Regions from separate parts of the Mus musculus genome. Here region 2 is linked to region 1. The links are chromatin contacts, called in public HiChIP or PLAC-seq maps. All regions are on one chromosome and are shown on one strand. Each heading gives the region's core, a stretch centred on a gene start, on an enhancer-like site or on the middle of the called end of the contact. The rest is flanking DNA. Distances are from core to core; before and after follow the strand shown. Region 1 holds the start of Zfp956 (zinc finger protein 956). Region 2 has its middle 28 kb from the start of Zfp777.

The links. HiChIP or PLAC-seq counts read pairs in DNA pulled down with a chosen protein or histone mark.
Region 2: an H3K4me3 HiChIP or PLAC-seq map of bone marrow-derived macrophages shows a contact between it and region 1, with 2.7 times the contacts expected there. The contact joins the enhancer-like site here to the promoter of Zfp956 in region 1. A contact is called at or near these places in 2 of 39 promoter capture datasets (hippocampal neurons and pre-B cells), 6 of 484 Hi-C or Micro-C datasets (the G1E-ER4 cell line, Th1 cells, granulocyte-monocyte progenitors and 2 more), 4 of 115 datasets of contacts at active chromatin or transcription factors (the SCID.adh cell line, bone marrow-derived macrophages and embryonic stem cells) and 3 of 9 other capture datasets (adipose tissue, liver and pancreatic islet).

What each region holds. Positions count from the first base shown.
Region 1 is chr6:47,949,806-47,956,014 of GRCm38.p6, forward strand. It overlaps Zfp956 (zinc finger protein 956), which reads left to right and starts at 3,585. Exons shown (of 5, transcript NM_178898.4): 1 at 3,585-3,777; 2 at 6,012-6,209. The coding sequence starts at 3,754. It overlaps Zfp783 (zinc finger protein 783), which reads left to right. Exons shown (of 6, transcript NR_027963.1): 5 at 76-186; 6 at 1,173-4,744.
Region 2 is chr6:48,017,481-48,023,689 of GRCm38.p6, forward strand. It overlaps a transcript of Zfp777 not described here. Among named protein-coding and RNA genes, the nearest start is that of Zfp777, 28 kb to the right of the region's middle. Within about 2 kb of position 2,736, at least 29 of the 459 cell types and tissues checked have an H3K27ac peak or open chromatin away from gene starts, as enhancers often do. A contact at or near this core is called in bone marrow-derived macrophages, where this site is marked.

The DNA of each region.
Region 1 (6,209 bases), core at 2,335-4,834:
GCTTGCTGAGGAAATGGCCATACTCCGTGATACTTGTGTCAAGAATGGCGCTCATCAGATTTTTCCCTCTCACAGGGATTCCAGCAAGCACCAGCCCTTTATCACTTAAACAGGAGGAAGAATCTGCAGAGGGAGGAGAGTTGCCACCCTCCCCTTCCACAGATAGCCTGCTTTCTGTGGAGCCAGGTGAGTGAAAAGAGAAAACACTAGTGACTGTGCCAGAGCCTCATCGAAGCTCAGAGGGCCTTTGGTAGTAACAGTCAGCCCGTGGTCAACTGGCCTGAATGGAAAATTACTGCTTGAAGACATGCTGCAGATAGAAGACTCTATCTGCTAGTGATAGAAAGGCTGTTCATATATGATCTGCTCCAGTCCTACGGTAACCCTGTGAGGTGGCCTACCGAGATTCACAGCCTCAGGCATCTTGCAGTTTGCATGTTGACCTAGACTTTCAGTGTAGGTCCTTCACCTGGATTCTGGTTTGTTTGGTTTTTTTTGTTTTTGTTTTGTTTTGTTTTTCAGTTTTTCGAGTTTTTCGAGACAGACTTTCTCTGTGTAGCCCTGGCTGTCCTGGAACTCACTCTGTAAACCAGGCTGGCCTCAAACTCAGAAATCCACCTGCCTCTGCCTCCCAAGTGCTGGGAGTAAAGGCATGCGCCACTGCTGCCTGGCTAATTCTATATTTTTTTTTGATAGGGCTCAATGCCAAGACCTTCTATTTTCTGTCTCTGGGGACCACTATCCTCACCTCAGCCTGTGCTTTTCATGGCTCTGTCCCTGCAGTTATTACACTATCACAGTTACACTCTTGCATCAGGTGAGACCTTCACTGAGACCCCACAGGAATCATAGGCTGATTGGGCAGCACACACCTTGGTGGATTTGTTTGGGATGAGTGACATACAGGCAAGTCACTCCCCTCCCTCATCTAGGCCACAGCCTCCCCTCACCCCTTTTTTTGAGGTGGGGTATATGTAGCTGGCTGGCTTTAAACTCACTATGTAACTAAGGCTTGTCTTAAATTTGTGGCAGTTCTCCCATCTCACTTCCTGAGTGCTAGGATCATAGCTACATGTGACACACAAAGCCTCTTAATTTTGGTCTGGAAGCAGTTGGCACTCATGGGCTCCTGATCCTTTTTAGATTGTGACTATTCTCATTATAACATTTAGGATCTTGCCATCTGTCTCAGAATGAACTCATGGACCTAGATGAGGGAGGGGAGTGACTTGCCTGTATGTCACCCATCCCAAACAAATCCACCAAGGTGTGTGCTGCAGGACTCTATGCAGGGTCCCTGGCCCCTGGCTTTTGCAGCTTGCTTCCTTCTCTGGTGTTCTTAGCTCAGCTTCCAGGAATGAGGCATAAGACAGCAAGCAAAGTTGAACAATACATGAGACACTCCTGCCCCGTGGTGTCTATGACTAGGACCCCTGGCCTGATCTAATGGCACTCACAAAGACTGGGGAAGGGAGGGGAGGCCTGAACCTGGAGTAAGGCCTGGATCGAATGGCAGGGGAAGCCATGAGGTCCCCTTGGAACCAGCAATGATTCCTATGACCATCAAGACAGAAGCCCCATCTGAGGATCAACCTGAGCAGAACCTTCTGCAGTCCTGCAGCCAGTCCGTATTTAGAGTCCACAGAAGGACCAGGATTAAGACCAGGGGCCACAGATGGCATCACACGGATTGGGGAACCTCAGGCAGCAGAGGATATGGGAGAGCCACCCTGTATCCTTCCTCAGCCACAGAAGCAGGCATTCCTGTGCCCTGACTGTGGGCAGAGCTTCTGCTTGAAGATTAATCTGACAATCCATTAGCAGACCCATGTAGAAAAGAAACACAAGGAGGCTTGGAGTGGCTTGCCTATTAGGTCAGGGAAAAGCCACTCCACACTGGAACCAGAGAAAGTGGTGGTGCCAGGCCCTGTCATCCACTGGCCACCTGAGGAGCCCACAAGCCACCGGTCTCCAACAAGCCATGCCTTCATGAGACAAAGGCCAGCAACTACAGTTTACCACTGTAGTGAATGTCTTCACTCCTTTCAGCAACAGAAGAGCCTGGTATTACACCAGCATCAGCACACAGGCAAGAGGCAGAGCTGGCCTGCCTGTCCCTACTGTGGCAAGGCCTCCCGCCGGCCCTCAGACCTCTTTTGTCACCAGTGTATCCATACTGGTGAGCGTTCCTATCAGTGCCCCCAGTGTGGCAAGGAGCCACCACCTGGCTGTCCACATGCAGACTCATTCCTGAGGCTAAACAATCCTGCATTTCCTCTTGCTTTCTGTCCTCCAGGGAAGTCCAGCCCTGCAAGGGCCCAGCTCTGAACAGGACAGGACCTGCACTGTCTCAGGGCCTTTCCCTTGTGCCTGCCAAGTGGTGGAAGTTCCTTCACTTTCCAGCTGAGTTGGTACTTTAGGGGCCCTTCAAAAGCACAAGCTCCAGACCAGGAATTTGAGGTGATAGTGTCATGCCTCAAAGTCATGAGAGCGGGTGCTTCATGTGCCTCTTTGTCACAGCACCTTGGGGACAGCCTTGTGGAGCTTCTGGAGCTGGGTGATGGATTCCAATTCTGATAGTTTGCTCTCTTGTTTGGCACTCAGACACCAGAGCACATGAAGGCTCCCAGGTGCCTTCATCCCTGGCTGTGCTATTGCTAAAGTCCTGCAGACTCTGTAGCCACTCAGAAGTCCTGCACAGACGAGGCAGAGGGTGACACTGCCGTCATTCCCAGGGTAGGGGTATGACTGGCAAGACTGTGGCATGCAGCCATGGTTCTGGACGTTACTTGCCTGCACACCCAACCGTTGTTTAGGCCCTGCAAGCAAGACAGCAGTTGTCAGTAAGCGCTCAGACTGAACGTGGACAGTATAGCTGCCCCAAACTTAATCCTCCGCTGCAAGCACTCATGTTGCTGTTCTGGGGGTTCCTAGGCCTCTCTTCTAATGCTTTAGATGTTCTCTGGAAAACAAGTATTCATATTTGAAGCACAAATCCAAGTGCTGGGGTGGGGGAAGAGGCGCTGTATAATCCTGGCTCGCCTTGGGCTTGCAGTGAATTTTTTTCCCCTACCTCTATCTACCTACTAGGATTTCCTTGCTTGTGCCATTATGCACAACTGGGCTTACTGCATTTAACCTGAAATTCAATAGGACAGGTTAAAGAGTATTTTGAGTTAAGAATGAACAAAGGCTGCATGGTTGCCTGAGCTCAAAGACGTTGGATCCCAGATTCTGATGACTTATTTTGTAAAACAAAGATATGGTTGGGTTGGTTACAAGGCCCTAAGAACCATGGAGGTGGAAATATTAACTTAATCGGTGCTCTATAAATACACTGGAAAATGTAGCTGCGTGTTTGTGGCCTAGTTTGTTCTGGGGAGTCTCAACATGTGACCCTAGTGGTTGGCGTGGCTCTACAGCTCAAAGGTGAACGGAGCTCAACACCTAGTGCTCACACCTGCGGGGCTGAGACGAAACGCTAGCGAACGCTATGCAGCTTGTGCTCCCAGCTAGCCAATAGAGTCTGGCTTCTCTACCGTCAGGGGCGGAACCTCCAGGGCTAGCCAATGGGGAGCCGCCTTGTGGAGGGTGTGGCCTGCGTTTCTGCCGCGGGAGCAGCGAGGACGTCTAGGTCTCAAACTGCCAACTGCGTCCAAGACGACCATCCTGATTCTGTATCGTGAGGCCAGGAAGGGCCGCCTGTAGGGGACACAGCGGCTACAACAAGACGAAGCAGAATCGCGCGCAGCCATGACTGAGGCGGCCGCTGCACCGGTAAGGGTGGCCCTTACCGATCATGTGGGGGATGTGAAGCGGTTCCTGAATTCGCCGGGAGGACATCTTACCACCTCCTAAAATTGGGTAGAGCTCAGCCAGGTAGTCAGGGAGGAGGACTAGGAGGTCTGTTGCCACATGATTAAGTCCTTGTCTCCTTTGCCACGGGTTTGATCATTTGTAATATACGGCCGTTGAGCTTCACCAGGAAATATCTGGGCCCGGTGCACCGGCTGCGGTCGTTTTTACTCCACGACTCCTTTTTTCCAGGACCTCTTTGCTCCATCTCGCAAGTATTAGCCATCTCCGATCAAATCCCGAGCTAAGGCCCCCTCCAGTTAGCCCTCTTGGTCCTGGGACCTAGAATCTAGCTCCTGCCTAGGAGGGAGGGTTCCACGGCCTTTCGGGCCTGAATTCGATTCTATTAAGAGTAGATACATACTTCCTCGCTTGTTGTTTTTTGATGAACACCGGGAAGACTTTCCTACTGCAACTAGTTAGGGAATCAGTGTTATAGAAAACGTTGGGTAGGCGTGTTTTAGGTTCAGGTGAGTGAACTACTGAGATGAGATTTACAGTCCCTGAAGGTAGGAGGCATCTCCTGCTAGCAATAGCTTTGCAGTGACTTCAAAGACATTTCTTGGTGTTAGATTTGTGGCAAAGGATCCCAGAGAGACGAAGATATTTGACCTTTATGTGTGAAGACTGCCTCCTCCCAACCACATTTTGTTGTATGGGTCAGTGGTCACAGACCTCAGGATGGAGTGAGGAAGAGAGAAGTTTCTAGTGACAAGTATCTTACTGTGTGGGACACTTTGCTGTGTCTTTTTTATGGAAGATATCTTGGGGGAAGTTTAATGTCACAAAATTGTATTCGTTACAGTCTTTGGTTTAGAACATATAACACATTCTGACCAATAGTCAGGAACCTTCATGTTTATTGGTAATACAATATATAATAAATGTCATACACCCTGAGTGCTTTTTCTGTTTGACCACCTTAGAGATAGAGGGAAGTTCCAGGATTTATCTGTAGTCCCCACAGCTCCGCATTTTATTTACAGTTATGCATGGTGACATTACCCCCCTTCTTTTGACTAAGATGCTGGCTTTCAGCTTTCTCTGCCACTGCCTACTGGCATCTAAGATCTAGCTTCCAGTAAAGTGACTGTTCAGGGCACTGTAGTGACTGTTCGGGGCTGTTTGTTGAGGTGTCTCAGTCACAGAGACCTAGTGTCCAACTTGAAACAAGCTGAGGTTACCTGAGAGGAATGAATCTCAATTGAGAAAATGCTTCCATAAGATCTAGCTGTATGGCAAGCTCGTAGGGCATTCTCTTAATTAGTATTTGGTGTGAGAGAACCCAGTTCATTGTGGGTGACCCACACCTTGGCTGGTGGTCCTGGGGTAAGAAAGCAAACTGAGAAAGCCATGAGGATCAAGCCAGTAAGCAGCACTCCTCCATGGCCTCTGTATCAGCAACTGCCTCCAGGTTCCTGGCCTGTTAGGTTCCTGCTCTGACTTCCTTTAGTGATACATAGTGATCTGTGTCGTGTAAGTGTGAATATAAACCCTTTCCTCCCCAAGTTGTTTTTGGTCATAGTGATTCATCAAAGCAATAGAAACTCTAAGGCACCTAGTAGCGGGTTAGGAATTCTTGCAGTGCTAGTTGAGTCTCTGGGCCCTTAAGAGACCACCAAAGAAGGAAAAGCTGGTCTCATTTTAGGGGAAGCTGCTCTAAGAGGTAGTGAAGGTGCAGGTGGTGGCCTTTAATCCCAGCACTCAGAGGCTGGTGGGTCTCTGAGATTGATGCCACCCCAGTCTACAGTACAGTTAGTGTTCCAAGACTATACAGAGACCCTGGTGGGGGGTGAGGAGTGAGAGTTGAGTTTGCCACTGGATAGGCAGGTCTATGGCCTTGCTGTTGGGCTATGTCCCCAGAGGAAGAAAATGTGGTCAAATAACTGATGAAACTAATATAATCCAGCACACTTTGGATACTTTTTTTTTTCCATTGTAATGGATCTAGGTTCAAGATTATTTCCATGAGGGTTCGGGGGGGGGGGGTCTTTGTGCCTGTGTATTTGGTCTTTGTGTCTGTGTATTGGGTCTTGACTGGGATCTGATAAGTGAGGAACCTGAATGCATTCCAGAAGATACCGGTCTTCCTGTATTTGAGAACAGTTCTGGAAGTACTACTGGAAGCCAACATATCTCCTTGTCTCTGGTTCCAGGACTGGCATATGGGGACTGACCTCCAACAACAGACCCAGATCCAGTCTGCAGAGATCTCCCTTCTAGCTATCCTATCTGCTGTTCAGGCAGTGGAAAAGAAAACAGAGTCCCAGGCTGTCCACCTTCAAAACTTGGAAGTAAGAACAGGGTCAGCTGAGAAGAAGTTGGCTGACTTCGAGAAGACGGCCATGGAGCTC
Region 2 (6,209 bases), core at 1,486-3,985, 67 kb after region 1:
CCAAGTTTTTATCATTGTTGACATGTAACATATTTATCCATGAGATTGATAAGCCTGGGTGTCAGACTCCAGAGCAAGTACAAAGTAAGTAAAAGCTGTCCCCATCTGTAGGGAAATCAAACGCATGATGGCCACTAAGTGCTACCCCTAGGAGGTACCTGTAATCCCAGGGCAGTATAGCCTCTCCAGGATGCTTACAAGGTATGAGGCAAGGTCCCCGATTCTTCCCTGGAAAAGGCAGTGGGAGCATGTGCTGAAATTATAATGGATCCTTTAAGGACATCTGTGCTGTCATTTCCAAAGCCTTCCAGGAATTCCTGGTGAGTTTTGGCTTCTGAGATTTTCCTGGTGAGTTTATGGGGACTTATCATCTTCTGATAGGAATATCTGCCAAGCATGTGAAACCTGAAAGGAAATTAAAGTTAAGAAACTTCGCTCCATCCAGGAATGAGGTAACTATGGCAAGTGTCACTGAATAAATTAGACATCCAGAGCTTGGTTTGAGACTGGGAAATGTTAAGAGTCACAGGTGCTTGGTCAGAACCTTAGATTTAAAGCAAGCTTCTCTCTTGGTAGTCCAGAAGGCCAGGCAGACAGTGGCCAGCAGGAAGGATGCGCTACTATTTAAATGGTTCCATTTAAACAAGGGACTTAGAGGCTGCAAACAAAAGTTTGGAACACTGACAAAGTGCAGAAAAACTGAGCTGCAGATTTGGCCCATCTTCATATAGTTGATAAAGCTTTGTGTCTTGAATTTGGTTGTTCCAGCCCTTGGGAGATGAGGCAGACGGTCATCCTTCCATCCACAGTGAGCTCTCCACAAACCTGCGCTCCATGAGGCCGTCTTTAAAAGGGAGAGGGGCAGCAGGCTCTTCCTAGTGACACACTTCATGTCGACATCACAGGTCTGAAAATGGCTACAAGTCCTCATGCCAGATGGTAGCTAATGCATATTTCTTCTGTCATGATTAGGAATGAAATTGATCAGCAGGAAAATAAGTTGTTTGTTCACTTAAAAGTTTCCTCAGGCCAGGCGTGGTGGTGCATGCCTTTAATCCCAGCACTTGGGAGGCAGAGGCAGGCAGATTTCTGAGTTCGAGGCCAGCCTGGTCTACAGAGTGAGTGCCAGGACAGCCAGGGCTACACAGAGAAATCCTGTCTCGAAAAACAAAAAACAAAAAGTTTCCTCAGTAAGGAAAACCTACTTGATCCTGTCACAGACACACTTGGCACACAGGAACCATCAGAGATATTGAATGGTGGCAAAATGAGAAGAACACTTTCTTAGCATAAGACTCTGGGTCTGACCCCTGTCCTTAGGATTTAGAATTTATAAACATATATGTGCAGAAAATTAGATCATGGAATCCTGTAATTTTAAATTAACCTTTCATGGAAAAATCAATGCCATAGTTCCAGAGTTATTTGTGTGTGTGTATGTACCATGGTGGAGGACAGAGGACAGCCCTTTAGAACAGGATTTTCTGTACTTCCACTATGGAATCTGGGAGTTGGAGTTTGTTTGTCAAACTTCCTACTGAGACATGCCGACTAGTTCCACCCCGTTTGCTTTTTTTTGAAATTAGTTTTGGAAGTTGTCTGGATTTAGTCAATTTTAATTCTTTGTGAGCATAGTTTTCGTAGTTGTAAATAAAGGACAGGTTGCGTGTTGGTCTTAAAGTGATTCTGACCCAGGCCTGGTGGCATCTGTAATCCTAGTTACGCTGGAGGCTGTCAGGAAGAGCATAAGTTCCAAGTTGTTCCTATTCATGTTTGGAGGGATGTAGCACTGTCCTGCAGCAGGCAGAGTGTGTGGCACTTTACTAGGTGGTGTCTTCTTATAGGAATCTCCTTCCTGCAACTGCTGCTGTGATCCCTGCACAAAGGGCCTCTAAGGTGACAACCTCAGACAGAACCTCTCACTCACCTCAGTGTACAGTGTAGCTCACATCACCACGGCCATTATTGTGCCAAACATGCAAACTGGCCGTCTTCTCAGAGTCCTCTTCCAATGAGTGGGCAGCACCTACTCGATCTTGGTTAGGGAAAAGGTACTGACTGTCCCAATGCTGTGACAGGGTTGGAAGATGTCCAGGTTTACCTGAGGTGCCCACGAGGGTCAGAGCTGCAGTTCTGCCTTCTTTTATTAAATACCATCTGTACTGAAATGGGGAGGCATGACAGCAAATTCTTTGGGGCCACACTTCAGTTAAATTTTGGCCATGTGAATTTGATGGCTTAACTTCATCTTGTAAAAGGGACAGGGGTAACAATTTCATAGCTTTTTATGGGATAAAACAGAAGCCTTTGCCTTGTATAATACCTGGTAATGATAAGAGTCAGCTAGCTATACGTCATTATCGTTATCCTTGATAAAATCCTGAGTGATGATTTCAGACCAGAAGTTTTTATGTAAGACCACTGTCAGTAGTATTAAGTTAAATTCTTTTTCTTCCTTCTTTCCTTCCTTCCTTTTTTCATTTTTCATTTTTGATTCTCTGAGCCTGCGTCTGTCTATTCTTTGTCAGACATAGAAGAGTTAGATTGTATGTGTTTACTACATTTCAAGGAACCCAACGAGAAGTGATCAATTCAAGATTGATTTTGAAGAAATTTTAATTTAAAGGTTCCCACTATGAGAAGAAGTAAGATGATTCTGAAGCCAAATCATTTCCCAGAAGGCTGATGCAGAGGCCTGGGCCTGACTCAGCGTTGCCCTGGCAACAGGAGAGCCTACAGTGCCTCAGTCCCTGATCCCTTAATCTGCAGAGCTGCCACAGGGCACAGCAAGAAAGGTCTCCCCTAGGCACCTGGCTGTTGAAAACTGCTCTCAGTAAGAAGAGAGGAGGAAAATAGAAGATATGGCCTTTTTTGTCAATGACACCTGGGTAAAGAGTTCTCCCTGAAGGCCTGGGCTTCTCTAGATCTCAAAGGTTCACTTTAGAGAATGGCTCCCAGCTTCCTGGCACTGCCAAGGCAGTTCGCTTCTCATATTTTTGTTCAACTATAGAGCCTAGAACATAGTAAGTTCTATGAGGCTGTACAACCAAGCACCCTTAAAGGTTCTAAACCCAAGCCCTGCTCCCCCTCCCCCTCCCCAGGAGCCTCTCAGATGACCGAGAGAATAACCCCTTGGCTGCTTACTTCATGTCTCCTTCTAGGAAGTGCTGTCCTGACGTTTTGACTCAGAGTTTTCTGGACCTCCCATGCTCACTTCCATCCTCAGGACACTCATCGTCCAGACACACACACAGCCCTTCCCTAACTTCATTTTCTGTTAAAAAAAAAATCTGGGGTAATGGAGATAGTTAACAGACATACTGCCTTTCTCTTTCCAACAACCTCCAAATCCCAGGAAAAGAACATTGTGGGTTCAGGGGCTTAATACTTGAGTTCAAATCTGGACTGTAACTAGGCACACATGGTTCAGGTCTTTAATTCCAAACCTGGAAGGCAGAGGCTGGTGGATATCTATCAGTTCCAGGCCACTATGGTCTACATACCAAGTTCCAGACCAGCTAGAGCCATATAGTGATACTATGGCAAGCAAAAACCAAACTAAACCAAACCAAACCAAAACCAAAACAAACAAAAAATTGTCATGAGTTTGAGGCTAGCCTGAGTGAGATTAAGATCCTGTTTCAAAACACTAAAATCCGAAAAGTAAACAAAAATCTTGTTTAAAATTTCCTTCTGTGTGACTTTGGGCTACATAAGCTCTCTATGCCTCAAATTCTTCACTTAAAGTAGATGTGGGCTGGAGAGATAGCTCAGTGGTTATAACCATTGCCTATTTTTCTATAGGGCCTAGGTTTGATTCCCAAAACCTTCAGTACTCTAGTCCTAGGTGATCCACACGAGAGTGCTCATGTGGTACACACACATATATCCTGGTGAAACAGCCTTACAATAGAGATAAAGGAAAAAAAGTTAAGTGGCTATAATGGCACATAGTTTAGGAGTCACATGCAGGTCTTCAAGATAAGAAGTACCCAGTTTGCCAGGCAGTGGTGGCGCACGCCTTTAATCCCAGCACTTGGGAGGCAGAGGCAGGCAGATTTCTGAGTTCGAGGCCAGTCTGGTCTACAGAGTGAGTTCCAGGACAGCCAGGGGTACACAGAGAAACCCTGTCTCAAAAACAAACAAAAAACCCAAACAAAAAAGCACCCACTTTCTCTCTCTGGCCTCTATGCACATGGGGCCCAGTAACTCCAGGGGACTTAGAAATCTGAAAGTCTGTCTTGCTTTTGAGATGTCACTGTCACAACAGGAGCACAAAGCAGCTGCTTGGTTGGACTTAAATGTCCTCTCCTCACAATTGAAAGTGTTCTTTTTGCCTCTGCAAGCAATTCCCCCACCAGCCTTCCTGCCTCAGGAGCTGGCTTCTCTAAAACTGCCATGACTCACCTTTCAAAAAAAGAATTCCCTACTCAGTTCGCTTGTGATGCAGCACAGCCTGGTGAACTTTGCTTTACTAAGCCAACCTCCATCTCCCAGCTTTACCAAGTTAAAACCTCACAGTGTAAGTTAAAATAAAATCAGGAAGCTTTTGAGTTCTTAGTTAAGACCATAAAGTCTGTGCTAGGTATTTTTTCCTTTGTTATTTAAGCCTCAGGACAATGTAACGTGACCTTGACTTAATTTAACAGATAAGGATGCTAACTAAGGCGAAGGGCCTAGGCTTTGACAGGATTTGGTTGGATTCCTTTAAACTAGGTTTCCTCAGAAGGCAGCTTCTTAAACCTTCCTACTTCCTGTACATTTTGGCTACTTTGTGGTTAAGAAAACAACTCTCTTAAATTGGATTCTACATTAAACCACATGCATTGTCTACACTTGAGCACCTTTAAAACTCCTGGGTCCAGATAAATAAAGATCTTAGGTGACTATCAAACACCTCCAAAAGTCTCTCTTTGGAGTTTCAAATACCCAGGTGTTCAAAGGGACTATTTTCTCTGCTTCCCCATGGCCCCTCATCCACTTCCATCATTTGTAACCTCTTCTCATGTTACTTGGCAGGCTCTCCCAGCTATCTGACATGCTCCCCCGACCCTTTCCAATCTGCTCTGCATTGTCCACTGACATCATGTCCCTCTCCTGTTCAAGTGTCCAATGATTTCTTATTCAGTGTTTACATTCCACAGCCTTGGATCCAAGATCCTTATCCCTGGTCCACTTGAAGCCAGCACCTAGATTGTGTTTCCTACAAAGCCTTCTCAGGCTCAGTGGGCTTCTTCATAAGAGCCTTCCTGTCACCCTTTAGTTCTTCAGACCATCCTACTTATAAGTCCTTATACAGAAATCCTCCCCATTCAACACATCCAGTTCTGACTGTGTCACCTGATGGGAGCCTTCGGGCTGACCCCTGCAGGGCAGGCTACCTTCTGTTCCACACACCGTGTTTGCTGCACACTGATGTAATACCCAGGCTGGTGCCTGCCCTAGATTTCTGCCTGGCTCTAGGGACTGGCCTACCTCCTTTCTTGGGTAGCTCTCTGCTATCCAACCATCATTTTGGAAATGGGCAAGGAAATGGTAAAGTTATATCTTTTGTGTCTCAGTTTATCTTTTAAAAATTTTTTTTACATATAAAGAATGATATACTAGCTGGTGATGACTTATAGCCACCTTAAAGTCCACATTGGGTCACCTTTTCCTTCCAAAAGCCCCTTGACGCTCCTATTAAATAGTTTGTCACTTGATATGACTAGCTTCAACAGGCTCTCCTCTTAAGCCAGTACTTTGCTTGCATAAGCCTGGCTTCCAGGAGGCTGCGCTGGACTCAGCCCACTGTCCCTTCTGATGACTAAAATCTCCTCTGGCTACCTCCAGGCCCAAAACATGTGAAAATAAACAGCTCATAATCAGTATAATAATATGCTTGCAGTTCCTTTTGGAGATGGAGCAGAAGGGTGACAGGAAATGCACAAATCATTATAACTGTGTCCAACACATCCTCTCAGCAACTTGAAATAGAGAAAAATGTCCTAGAGCTGGAGAGCTGGCTCTGTGCTGAAGATCTCTGTGGTTACCTGCCTGCAAGAGGACAGGAGTTTAATTCTCAGCACCTATTTTGGGTGGTTCACAACTGTCAGTAAGTCCAGCTCCAGGAGCTTTTGATACCTCTGCCCTCTGTATACACACACACACACACACACACACACACACACACACACACACACAATCCACATATACACACAAAATCCCCT